Linked DNA regions of Mus musculus: region 1 is linked to region 2. A link is a contact called in public ChIA-PET data. All regions are on one chromosome and are shown on one strand. The core of a region is the stretch at or near the end of the contact, and the rest is flanking DNA. Distances in the headings are between cores, read along the strand shown. Region 1 overlaps Gm41005 (a long non-coding RNA gene). Region 2 overlaps Ell2 (elongation factor for RNA polymerase II 2).

Region 1 (6,856 bases), core at 2,270-4,769, 86 kb after region 2:
GCTGCCAGAAGGAGAATGTGCAGGAGAGGAGAAAGGAGAGCCACCATGGGTTAGCTGAGCCATAAAAACATGGCCATGTGGGCTCGCCAGTTGCAGCTAAGAGCAGCCCAGATGAGACATATTAAGTAATAACTTGGGTTATAGATAGGAAGATAGATTCTAGCAGCATGGAGGGTAGGCAGTTGCCCAGCTATTGTGCTGCATAAAGCACATACTGCATAGAGACATATAAGAAATTAGTCCAGGCTTCATTAAAAAGGAAGAACCAAGTATAGTGGGGAATGGGAAGCAGCAGGTTTTGTTTTTTTTTTTAAAGATTTATTTATTAATTATATGTAAGTACACTGTAGCTGTCTTCAGACACTCCAGAAGAGGGCGCCAGATCTCGTTACAGATGGTTGTGAGCCACCATGTGGTTGCTGGGATTTGAACTCTGGACCTTCGGAAGAGCAGTCAGGTGCTCTTACCCACTGAGCCATCTCACCAGCCCCTAGCAGCAGGTTTTTGTGTGTATTTCCAAACAATGAGCTAGGTGCTTTAAAAGGAAAGAAGAGGAAGGAGAGGAAGGAGATGCCACTCACCCAAGAACATCAAAGAACAAGATTCAGCTTCCCTGAAGCTTTCCTGAAGGAGTTCCCAAGAAGAAGAGAGACAAGAGGAGGAGGGAGAAGAGGAGGGGAAGGAGGAGGGAGAGAGGATCCAGTTCCTATTGAAAGTATAACAACGTAAAAACAGAATTCTAGGCCTTTAGGCCCAGGCTTGGGAATGTGGCCTTTGTAAAGGTATGCTAATCATAAAAGAGATAGCGACATTCCTCTACCCACCCGCTTCCTGGGTTCAAAGAGTGCTCATTCAAAGAAAGTCACCCTGGCCATTACCAGAACCTGCAATGCAAATGTGCTATTGTTAGGGGCTCTTAGAAGCTGTCTTGAGAGTTAACAATTACCAGGTATTCCTTGTGACTCTTGTAACTTTACACTTCCTTGTGACTCTTAACTGGTATCTTTGGTATCTTCCAACAAAGCCCTCCCCACTTCCTTGAGTTTCGGTTTCTTCCTTTAAATACCCCCTTACCCAGCTACTCGGGGCGCCACAGTCCTCTACCCCTGCGTGGTGTATGACCGTGGGCCCGAGAGCGCTCTTGAATAAAAATCCTCTTGCAATTTGCAACAAGACCGTTTTCTCGTTGGTGATTTTGGGGTGTCGCCTCTCCTGAGTCAGAACGTGGGAGAGTCCTCACGTTGTGGGTCTTTCACTATCCCACATGAATCTAGCTGCTGGTCCATTCCAAAGCACAAAAGGTCCACACTCCTCCAATTCCCCACCAAGACGAGAAGAGGGAACTAAGAAGCTGAGTCATATCTGTACATGGAAGAGGAAGCCTTCCGCACAGTGAGAAACACCAAGCTTATGAGTTACTAAAGCTCTGTGCTTCCTATAACAGAAAGTTCTCATACATGGTGATTCTCGCAAAGAAAATGTTAAAGAAAAAAGACAAGTTGAATGGTGCTTGATGAAACACAGTTGGGAAGGTTTCCTCGGGAACATAATGATCAGTATCTAAACCACTGCAAAGGTGGATATTGAAGCAGGGGAGAGACTGGGCTCAACTCCAAATCAGAAAGGGCAGTTGAGACTCATAAGCAAGGAACAGAAGAGACAATTACTAAGTGGGAACATCAGGAAAAAGAAGAATTTGGGCTAAATTAACTGAACAGGATCCCTGCTGAAGCCAGGCCAGGTGGACAGACATCACTTGGGGGAGTGACACAGTGATTGGACATAGAGTCTTGCTAACCTACCTTAGCAGGATGCTCTACTACAGATGAAGCAGAAGGAAATGCAGAGTCAGGCACAGCAGAAGGTCCTAGAGGCTGACGACAGTTTGTCCAAGCAAAGATTCTCCCAGAGTCCAGTGCAGTTTTTAGCTGGGTTTACCATGCTTAGGTTGCTACATTTCAAGCTGTAGAGAGCAGCTATCTCCATCAAACAGTACCTGTGGGTCACAGGTAAGTGTCCCACTATTTGGCCATAAACCTGAGAACTAAGGCCCTTGTGCCTTGCTACCAGGACAAAAATTATGCCTTTGAGTGGCTCTTCCTCTCAGAAAGAAGAGTCTTTGGTGACAGTGTAAATGTGAAGGGACCCCGGTAGAGAGAAGGCAGCTGGTGGTACAAACTGTCTAGGAGGGTCTTCTGTGCAGCCAGGACAGACAGCTTTACATTTCCTCTGTGCCATGAGTGGTTTCACAGCCCCATTCCTGTCCCCACTGGAGTCTCTGAGCTTCTGTGCTCACTCATCCTCACCTGGGAGGGGAGGGGTGTCCCACTTACAACACCCCAAAAGTTCAATGAAGGACAGTGGCTTAAACTTTCATGAGCAAAAATGTTTTGACTAGAAGCCCATCAAACCATTTTTGTCACACATAAATTTCTCATCTATTTGTACAAGAGTCTTTTAACTGAACTTTATACTAAGTTCTTTGTCCTTTTCTTTTTTGGCTTGAGGGTTTTTTGTTGTTGTTCTTGCTGGGTTTGGGGGTTTGTTTTGCTTTGCTTTCATGGTAGAGGTGGTTTATTGGTGATAGTGGTACTGGGACCCAAACCAGGGCTTTGCCCTTGCCAGGCAAATACTCTACCACTGAGCTATATTCCAACTCACAAACCTTGTGTTCTATGAAAAAGAAATGAAATAAGTAAGTTATGACATGGGGCAATGGTGCGACAGTAAGCGCAGTGGAAGCCCTCAGGACTAGGAAGGGCTTGCAGTGACTGTTGCTTCCTGCTAGGAAAGGCTTGCAGCAGCTGCTGTTTCGTCATTGATCAGTGGCCACATCCTAAAACATATGAGGCCCTTGCTTGGTGGCTATAGGTATCTTGGATTTTCTTTTTTCTGGGGTCCATTTCTCTTACATTTTACCTTAAGCTCGTTGGTTATTTCAGGTCTATGATGTACACATGTGTCCTGTTGTTGTTTCTGGATAAGACAAGCTGTCCCCTCTAATTAAAGACTGCCCCTAAATGATTCATTTCCTTTCAGCATCTCATATTTCAAGAATTTATTTTCACAATCGCAGCTATGACTTCTGGGATTGCACATAGGCTGTTAACAAACACAAAGGAATGTCTGATGTGTTGGCAACTCAGTTGCTTCCTTCTAAGATTGCTGGCCTCCTGGTGTGATGGGTCTCATTTAGTTTGAGGTACTACTTGTTGCCAGTAGTCCCAAAGAAAGGCATTTGTCTCTGCCTTTTCCTTCCTCTCACTTCTAGGGCCTGAACTGGAGGTTGCCCACATCACTAAGTACTTTCCAGCCCTAGTTTTAACAGCATCTCAGTAAATTGCCCATGATGGTCTTTAACTCATTCTATAATCCACACAGGCCTTGACTCTCCCACTCTCCAGGTATCTGAGATTATAGGCCACCCTACCAGTTTGAGCTTTAATGCTGCTTTGTACAGTTTCTGCCTTATTTTTTCAGGCCTTCCCATATTGCTACACCTACTTAGTCATACAGGCAAGCACCTAGCAGGCTTCCTGTGGTACTGGTTTCCTGCCATGCCCACTGCTTTCTGTTCTTGCTTTTGAATCCTTGCTCATGAAGCAGTTTTCTATTTTCATTTTTACTTTAATGTCTCCTTGTTTTGCTTTTACCACCTCTCCCTGGCTCCTTTGACTTCCTCGATAGGCTGGATCCCACAGTAGGTGTTTTGGACATGCATAAAAGTCTAGGTTACCTTGTGCCCTAGAGCTTGCATTGTGGCCTCTTGTCTTGCCTATTTTTAGCCCTGCTAAACTCCTCCTTACCTAGGACCACCCTCAAGAGGTATGGCTGCTCCTCTTGGTAAGATTAACACTGCCACTTTGTCCCCATCCCTGTCCTCCAGTAGTTCCGGCTGGTCAGAAGGCCTAGGGCAGATATGAGGTCAAGCTGCAGTTGAAACACACACTAGAAAGCCATATGTAGTTCCCCTCCTTGTAGGTACTCTCCAACCTTCAAGAATTTTTCTCTTTGAGCCATTACTTGGCAAGAGGCAGAAGCAGACATTTCAATGTTCTTTACCAGTCTCCACCAGTCACCTTCTCTACAACTGATTGCCGAACAGAGCAGAGAGCAGAGCAGAGAGCAGAGCAGAGAGCAGAGCAGAGCAGAGAGCAGAGCAGAGCAGAGCTCTGCAGAGCAGAGCAGAGCAGAGCAGAGCTAAACCACATATGAAAGTTCCCTCGTGACAAATATCCTCTTCCTCCATCCTTTTGTGTCCCACTATCCCTTTAAACTATTGCTCTGTTTTTAACTCTGCTTTGTCAAGTTTCCTAAAAGTTAATCTGGCTGGAGGTGGTGGTGTGCATCATTAATCTCAGAAAAGGCAAGGCAGAGGCAGGCAGATCTTTTTTAATTCAAGGCCTGCCTACCTAGTGAGTTCCAGGCCAGGCAGGAATGCATTGACAAGACACTAGCTCAAAAACAAAACAAACAAAATACTAATTTGAACTGGTTTTCAATTCTCCACCTCCTCAATCACTGCCTTCAATAAAAAACAAAACAAACAATCATGAAGTGACGTGTGCAAATGGAAAACATTCAAAGATAGAGGATGAACGAGGAAACGTCCTACTCCATCTGTCTACTGGAGTGACAGATTAGGTTTCGGATTTCAAGACTTTCTTCAAAAATAAATAAATAAATAAAGCCCATCGGTTTTATATATTGTGTGGATATAGATATAGATGTCATAACATATATGTCTTCCACATTCCCTAACATAAGCTGTCAGAGTTACACATTCTGTGCTTGTAGGCACACATACTTGTGGAGGTGTACATGTGGAGAGTGTTGGAGAGTTCTCTGTTACTCTCCACATTCTGCCTCTGAGGTCTCGAGCGCGCCCCCAACTCGCCAGCAAGAACGACGCCACAGCAGGATCCTTCTGCACACGTTTATTCAGTCCTATTTCTTCTTTCTCTATATATCTCCCTTGTTTATATCTCCCAATAATAACAATCCTCTCTCGAATAATAATCCTCCCTCTAACCCGGGCCTCTCACTCTTATATACTCTCAGTTCCCATCCACGCACAGCAGGCCACACCACTTCACCAGGCACGCAGCTTCAGCTAATCAGGGCAGCAGGGGCAAATCTCCACCAAATTGGATTCACCTGTATCCTGGTACACCTGTGCAGCTCTCAAGATGTTTGTGTCTTATATGAGGAAGTCAGGTGCAAGTCATATGACTTAGCTGCAGTCCCTGGCACCTTTGGGACTGCCGCCACACCCGCTCCCCACAATTCCCCCTTTTCTTTTAATAAGAGCAATAGGCCACCCATATTAATGAGAGTGGAGATAGAGGTCAAATCCCCAGTGTGCAGGTAAAGGAGCCATGTACAGGATTAGCTCTTAGGCTCACAGGCTTTTACCCAGAGCAACCCTGACCTGCTCCCGTGTCGTTTTTCCTGGGGGAAGGGAACTAGGACACTGAACCTTCATGAAAGATGACATGTCTCCCTAGAATAGGCTCATATATGCCGCAGAGCCCTTCTATTGCAGTGCTTAGCCGTGCAACTCTCTCGGGCTGCTGAAGCGCACTCACTCTATCCCGTGCAATGAGACTAGCCTCGTGGGGTGCAAGAGCTGAATGGCCAGCGACCTATTGCTTAAGCATAGATATATCAGGGGAAGCACCATGTTCTAGAGCTGCAAGCGCCTGGGCAATAACCACCTTGTCTCTCCTAGTTTGGGCCTTAAGCTTACAGACCAATCAAAGAAGCAACACTAATCCACAGCAAAGTGTATCTCCAAATAATATCAATCCCACCCATTTTTTAAAGAAGGGAAATGTTGAGGAGATCCAATTGGGTAATCCTTTGGTCAGGGACAGGTCCAAGCGCGTGGAGTTGACCTGAAGTCTCAATTCCCGAAGGGTCTGTTCAAATTCAGCCGTCCAATTCTGTAACATATACTGAGAAAGACTTTTTGACAAATTAGCTGCCCTAGTAAATTTCTCATACTGAATGGAAGTAATGCATAATGCGAGGTCTCCCAAGCTCCCGACAAACCCTAAGCCAGTTTTGTAAACCTTTGTTCTTTCTTGGGGCTATGGCCGCTCTGCATTCCTGCGTGGCTTGCTCATAAATAAGCTATTCTACCAGAGGTGCGGCTTGCTCCGAATCTCTAAAAATACGCTCTGCTGCCTCTGTCATTCTGGCCACAAAATCTGAGAATGACTCCTGAGGTCTCTGGACGATCTTTGTTAGTTGTCCAGTGGCTTCACCTGCTTGGGAGAGCGCCTTCCAGGCCCTAATAGCCTTTTCATCTGATTCAGAACTATTAAGAACTGGCTCCTTGAGCTCACCTAGTGATGAGTATAGGCTCCTTCTCCTAGAGACCTCCGCTAATTGATCTTTTTTCTTTTCTTTTTTCTTTTCCTTCCTTCTAATCTCTCCCCAGGTATTCTTACCTGACCTAAACTTTTCCTCGGGTTCAAGACCCTTGGAAAGGCCTGTATGCTTATTTTGTGTACCATATTTTCTCTTTGCTCCTACTCTCTCTCCCCGCTTTACTTCTGATAGATTGTCCTGAATTTCATCCAGAATCCGCCCTGCCTTAACCACTTGATAACATGTGAAAAGGAACAAAAGGGCTTCTAACACTAGAAAAAATTCAAGGCCAAACATTTTCCACTTTACTTCTGATAGACTGTCTTGAATTTCGTTAGAAAGTTCAAGATCAGGCGTACCTTGTAAAGCTATACTTACGGGTTACCGCCGTTCCCCAGCTGAAAAGTTCTGAATTCATGCAGTTGAATCCTTCTTAACAGTCTGCTTTACGGGAACCTTTATTACCGCGACCCGCAGTTCT
Region 2 (6,078 bases), core at 2,015-4,514:
AGTAGGATAGTCTTTATGTTCATAACTGATGATAATTTTTAAGATAATTATCTTATTTCAGTAATTGTAAAATAAGTATGGTATTCATGTAACCTTTTATGTATTTTGTTGTTTTGGCATTTTTGCATATCATTTTTATAGTCTTAAAATTTAACATGCTTGGGTTTCTGCAATCTCCTTTTGATGGCTGTCTCCTGTAAAGGAATATTATAAACTTTTAAGCTAGTAATGTCTTCCCCCTACCCACATGCCATCACACTATTGGCTATTGATGAGTTATTTATTGGCTATTGGTGAGGTCACATAATTTACTATTTCATACAGCACTGTTGTCCTGGAGTGATTGCTTAGTGGGTGGTGGTGGTGCTACTTTCTAGAAGTATATGACTATCTAGAGAATAATCACCGAAGCATTTCATTGTATGCATTCTACACATGCAGTATTGCTCTACTACTACATGTGTATTCATCCTTTCTTTGACAGCATCTCTTCCTCTGTGTAGAGACATCGGCTTAATGGTTCTCATAATAGGCCAGCCATACCATCCCTAGCCATCTTTCAACCCTATATTTCTTAAAGTTATAAATCTACTTATCTGGAGGTTTGACAGGTTTTATTTACATCTTCTATATTTACATCAGGCCTACCAAGGCTCTTTAGAAATCTGAACTATGACCTCTCATTTAATACTTGATGTTTTATATCAGTAGCTATGAAATTAGAAATAGTTTTTATTCCTTTATAGGTTTTAGAAAATTAGCACATCAATTTGAGTTATGAAAATTAAATAGAAATACATTTTATAGAATTGTGTATGTATTTTCTACCTCAGGAATTATTATTTTCAGAGGAGGTATTTGGGGAAAGGTCTATAAAATTCAAATACTACAGGTTTCACTCATCTTGTAGGACTGTGTAGGACTTGTGTAGACACAAGAAGTTTGAAAAAACAAAAAGGAAAGGCTAACTGGTCAACCACCTTTTAAAAATATCTATTAAAGAGGGGGAACCATGGGTAGCCACTAGAAAGTCCCAGATGCCAGGGACCCAAGAGGTTCCCAGGCCCCAACTGGGAGAACATTAGCCAAAATAACCAACAAAGGGGAGAGAGAACTTGTAGAGACCAGGTCCAGTGGATAGGCATGGCCCCCAGTTGAGAGATGGGGCCACCCACCCACCTCAAAAATATTAATCCAGAATTCCTCCTGTCAAAAGGGAATGCAGGGACAAAGAGTGGAGCAGAAACAGAAGGAAAGGACATCCAGAGACTGCCCCACCTAGGGACCCATCCCATCTGTTGACAACAAACTGAGACATTATTGCTGATGCCAAGAAGTGCTTACTGACAAGAGCTCGGTATAGCTGCCCACCAAGAGGCTTTGCCAGAGCCAGATCAACACAGCCAAACATTGGACTGGGCACGGGGACTCCAGTGGAGAAGTTAGGGCAAGGAATGTAGGAGCTGAAGGGGTTTGCAACCTCATAGAAAGAAAAACAATATCAACCAACCAGACGCCCCAAATCTCTCAGGGACTAAAACCATCAACCAAAAAGGGGATTCTCATGACTCCAGCTGGATATGTAGCAGAGGATTTGCCTTATCTGGCATCACTGAGAGGGGAGCCCTTTGGTCCTGTGGAGGCTCAATGCCCCAGCATAGGGGAACGCAAGTGTGCTGAGGCAGGAGTGGGTGTATGGGAGAGCACCCTCATAGAAACAGGGAGGAGGGAATAGGGGGCTTGTGGAGGGGAAATTGGGAAGGGGGATAGCATTTGAAATGTAAATAAATTAAATACCCAATAATAATAATAATTATAATTAAATAACTGGTCAACATTATTTTTTTACATTTGTTTAAAAAAATTTTTTAAGGCCAACTGGTCGAGCTGTTTCCAGAAATTAAGTCAGGGAGAGGAGAGAAAGGGATGGGAAAATATAGACAACCAATAGACTCTATTACAGGACCAGCGACAATGTTGGAATCAGAGGTATATGCCACAACATGCACCAGGCTAACTAAAGATTTATTTTTTAAAAAAAAATCTAAATAGCTTTAAAAAGAAAAATGTATTGAGATTAATTGATAGTGGAATCCAGAATTAAGAGCTGGTCACTCTTCCATTTCACTTTGGAAATAACCTTCCAAACAGTTGTTTATATTAGTGAGCATGCAAGTTTTCATGGTGATGTTGATTGAACTGGGCTGAAGCCATGCATTTTGCAAAATCTCGGGCCTAGGCCAGCCGTTCTGTTGATCTTCAGGGCAGCTCCTACCCGTCCCGTCAGGTCTGTCTCTTCACTAGATTTACACCACTGCTTATGACTGCCAGGCACAAACCTAGGTCTGCCAGCTTTTGCCTGCCGTTCCTCCAGGCATGGTGTGGCTTTCCTCAGGACCGCAGACGAGCAGGAGGAGAGAAAACTCACAGGGATTTGGAACTTAACTGTTCATACATAACATTTTTTTTCCTTGTAGAACTAAGATTTGAGCTTTGTTTCAGAAAGACAAACTTTTTTTTAAGACAAATTTCTGCTTTATAATTGACCAGGATAATGTCTCCCTGAGTTCTTTTAGTGTGTCCTTCCCAGCCCTTTAGCTATCTCCCTGGGTCTTCTAAGTTGTGTTTTTTAAGAGGTTGGGATGTGTTTTCAAATGGAACTTGAGGACAAGAGTTCTGCATTTTAGTGAAGAAATATATGTATGGAGAGAGAGAGAGAGAGAGAGAGAGAGAGAGAGAGAGAGAGAGAGAGAGAGAGAGACGTGTATAATGTAAATCTTAAGTACCACAAACCCAAGAAGCCACTTTGCCTATGTTTTCAGGCTAAATATAACCTAGAAGAGATCAGACGTTTCCTCTTCCTGACATTCACGCCCTCCAGTCGGTGTTTGCTCTGCCGAGTCCTACTTTCCCAAAGAGCCTTACTTACGTGGCCTATTTCAACTTCATTTGTTTTGTTTTGTTTTTAATCACTGGCATGTTTGATTGATTGTTTGTTTGTGTAAATCTGCAAATATTTATGAGGCATGTTCAATGTCCCAAACATAAACAAAAATGAATGAGACCACAGCCCTTGATTTTCAACAACTCAGTCTGGTGGGGGAGAAAGACATAAATCAGAACCCAGGGAACTTAGTAAAGAAGCAGTAAAGGCTATGGGGATTGTGAGGACCCAGAAGAGGAGCAACTAAGCCCACCTCACTAGAGACGGCTGGGCTTCCTCACAGAGTAAAGGTCCTGAGCTGAGTCATAAATGAAAGAAATGTTACCACAAGATAAACAAGAAGTAGAGACTCAGCCCAGTGTTTTCTGATGGCACGGTGCTGCCTCTTGAGATGAAGGGCACTATGGCGAGTGAGGCCCAGTTCAGTTGCTGTAGTAGCAGAGAACTCTGGATGCCTATAACTGGATGCCTATAAATGCACTTCAATTCCCTCTCATGGATAGCTAGATTAAAAATAAAAAACCAAAAAACCATCAATGGTGTATGGGACTGATGCGTTCAGACTGGCATTGGAGGATATTTGACTTAAAACCTGAGTGATTTGGGGATAAGAGCTGAATGATTTACGGATATGACTGAGAAGGGATCAAAAAAAAGCTGAAAGACAAAAGACATTGTCAAAGGCATGAGGGGATCTTAAACAAAGCAGGGGAGATAGATGAGAATGCATATTTAAGAAATAATTGGGGAGTAGAAGACAAACATGTGATGGGTTCGAGCTGGGACATCAAGGGTGGTTTGAGAAGGAGAGGGGTGGACACTAAGTCTTCAGGACAGCAGGGGCCTCAGAGGATACTGTAGTGTTCTGGGAGATGACTCAGGGATGTGAAGACAGTTTAGTTCTTTTCTATGTCAGCATCCATTCTATGTAATGTATTCAGATTTTTTAAATGCTTTCTAAAATAAGAATGACGAGAATTGCTGAACTCACTGGGAGGTTTTACTTTTTGCTCCCCAGGACTCCATATGTGTAGTCTAGCCATGACTGCATTTTGAACATATTACATAGATTTTTTTTCCTATGGCTCTCTCACTTTTACTTCCAAAGCTGCTTTCAGCTTTTGGCTCAATTTTACATTTATTTTTTAAATATAAATTTTATTTTCTCATACTCCTTAAAGCCACATAGCTTTCCCTGTATATCTCTAATTATCTATTATTTGCATCTTTCCCTTACAACTGCCCAGCCCGTCCTCTTTCCTTTCCTGGAAATAGCCAGCTACTAACCAGCTTACTCCCAGCCACCTGGCGTCTTCGAAGTGAGTTTAGACATCAAGCTGCAAAGTGAGTCATAACAGAACTCACTTTGAAGCCCTTTTTTAGCTTGTGAAACCAACAGTGGTCAATTGTATTTAAAATTCATGCCCAGCTTGTTAGTGGGTTCAGTTATATTAAGGGACTCAGTGTCACTTCCAGGATGAAAGACAGCTGGAAGCAAGGACAAGAGGGAGCTGGCAGGGGATTCATATGTCTGTACACATTCAGGCAGTTTTCTTCCTCTCAGACAGAATGCCATGTCATCATTCTTTCTCACATTCCTCACATTTAATATGTCTATGAGTCCTACTTCCTGTTGTCACAAAATACATCAATTCCCAATTCTCTGTCTCCTGCTCTTTGCCTCTACCATCAGACTCCTAGAAAGATCTCACTCAGTTTTATTTAGCAGTATACCATCAAAATCCAAGCAGTACTCAGCATAGTAGCACTCACTAAATATTTGTGGAATAAATGGATAAAGCTGTAGTTTTCCAAATAATACCAGTTGTAAATATTATAATCAGTGTTTCCTCTAGAGTGGTGACAAGTTGAAAAGAACTCAGTATAAGGGTGAGCATATCAAGCTAGGAAGTCATTTTTTCTAGTCAGTCTCTACCCCACCAAAACAGCAACAGTAGCAAAGGCATAACTCATTTTTGCACTGCTACACATTTTAACCCTGAAGTACTTCCAAAGTATTCTGGGTCTAAGTGAGATAGTGGAGACTAAGAGAGAAAGCTAGTCTCTTTTCTTTTCTCTTCTTTAGCATACATCTTGTTATGGGAGAAATCAAAGAAACAGGTGAATTTATATTATCCTGCATTATTTATGTTAGTTGCTACATGACATGACTTTTTTGGGTAACTTCCAATATTTTTCTTTATGCCGGTTGCACTTGACATTTTATACCACTCTCATCGACAAAAGTATCTGTCATGAACCTCCAGAGGTTTTTAGCATGTATTAGAAACTCTTAGCCTCTGCCCTTAGATTTCCCTTGTGTTTCTATATTTAATTTTTTTCTATTGCCATTAAAGGATATCTACTTCATACTTCTGACCCCAGCGTTGGTTTGTACATCTGGTTTGTTCTGAGGCCATTTTCTTTTCCTCCCCAAAACCTATCCTGTTGGACCTAGAGCCGTAAGAAGTAGCTCTCGTTTGGTTGTGGCTTTCAGGTTGAAGTTTCTATTCTCTATTCTGATTCTGGGTTATCCTCCCCCAGAACTGTGGAATATGTATAGTGCATGCATTCCTAAACCATTTCCTAGATTCTTAGGAAATCAGAATCATCAGAAGTCTGGGAAGAGTTTGAAAGCAGCAGAGAATTCTAATGCTTAGATGCTTACAGCAAGTTTCTCCTAGACCTAAGCTTAGTGCACAGTCTGCACACTGCACACTGCACACTGCAGAGCTGAGTGGTAAGAAGACCAGACAGATGATACTGAGAGACATGCTGGCTTGCTGAGCTTCTGCAGAGGTCGAAGAGAAAGAAAGACTTTTATTTTAGGTCATACGAATTGGAAAATGACTTTTTGGTTCAAAAGATCTACAGCCAAGAGAGTCGTTTTGTTTAACCTGGCATTTCCCAAACTTACTTGATGGTAGAATCCCCATTTTAAATAAAACTTTTCAGCATACTTTGGAAATACTGTTGGAAAGAAAGCAGACACCAGTTCTAGTTCTGCCTGAGACATTAATCAACATTTTTACTCACTCAGCGAATACATATCGAGTGACTACTTTGTGCTCTGCACCATTCAAGATACTGGCAGTACATTCACAAGCGCACAAAGGCGTCTGTCTTTGCACAGC

Evidence for each region. ChIA-PET counts read pairs in DNA pulled down with a chosen protein or histone mark.
Region 1: an RNA polymerase II ChIA-PET map of memory CD8 T cells shows a contact between it and region 2, with 6 read pairs. The contact joins two enhancer-like sites. A contact is called at or near these places in 2 of 39 promoter capture datasets (the C10 cell line and pre-B cells), 3 of 115 datasets of contacts at active chromatin or transcription factors (effector CD8 T cells, embryonic stem cells and memory CD8 T cells) and 1 of 9 other capture datasets (adipose tissue).

The regions. Positions count from the first base shown.
Region 1 is chr13:75,822,027-75,828,882 of GRCm38.p6, forward strand. All of the region lies in intron 1 of Gm41005 (a long non-coding RNA gene), which reads right to left. Among named protein-coding and RNA genes, the nearest start is that of Glrx, 14 kb to the right of the region's middle. Within about 2 kb of position 3,520, at least 122 of the 459 cell types and tissues checked have an H3K27ac peak or open chromatin away from gene starts, as enhancers often do. A contact at or near this core is called in adipose tissue and memory CD8 T cells, where this site is marked.
Region 2 is chr13:75,735,902-75,741,979 of GRCm38.p6, forward strand. All of the region lies in intron 2 of Ell2 (elongation factor for RNA polymerase II 2), which reads left to right. Among named protein-coding and RNA genes, the nearest start is that of Ell2, 31 kb to the left of the region's middle. Within about 2 kb of position 3,265, at least 80 of the 459 cell types and tissues checked have an H3K27ac peak or open chromatin away from gene starts, as enhancers often do. A contact at or near this core is called in adipose tissue and memory CD8 T cells, where this site is marked.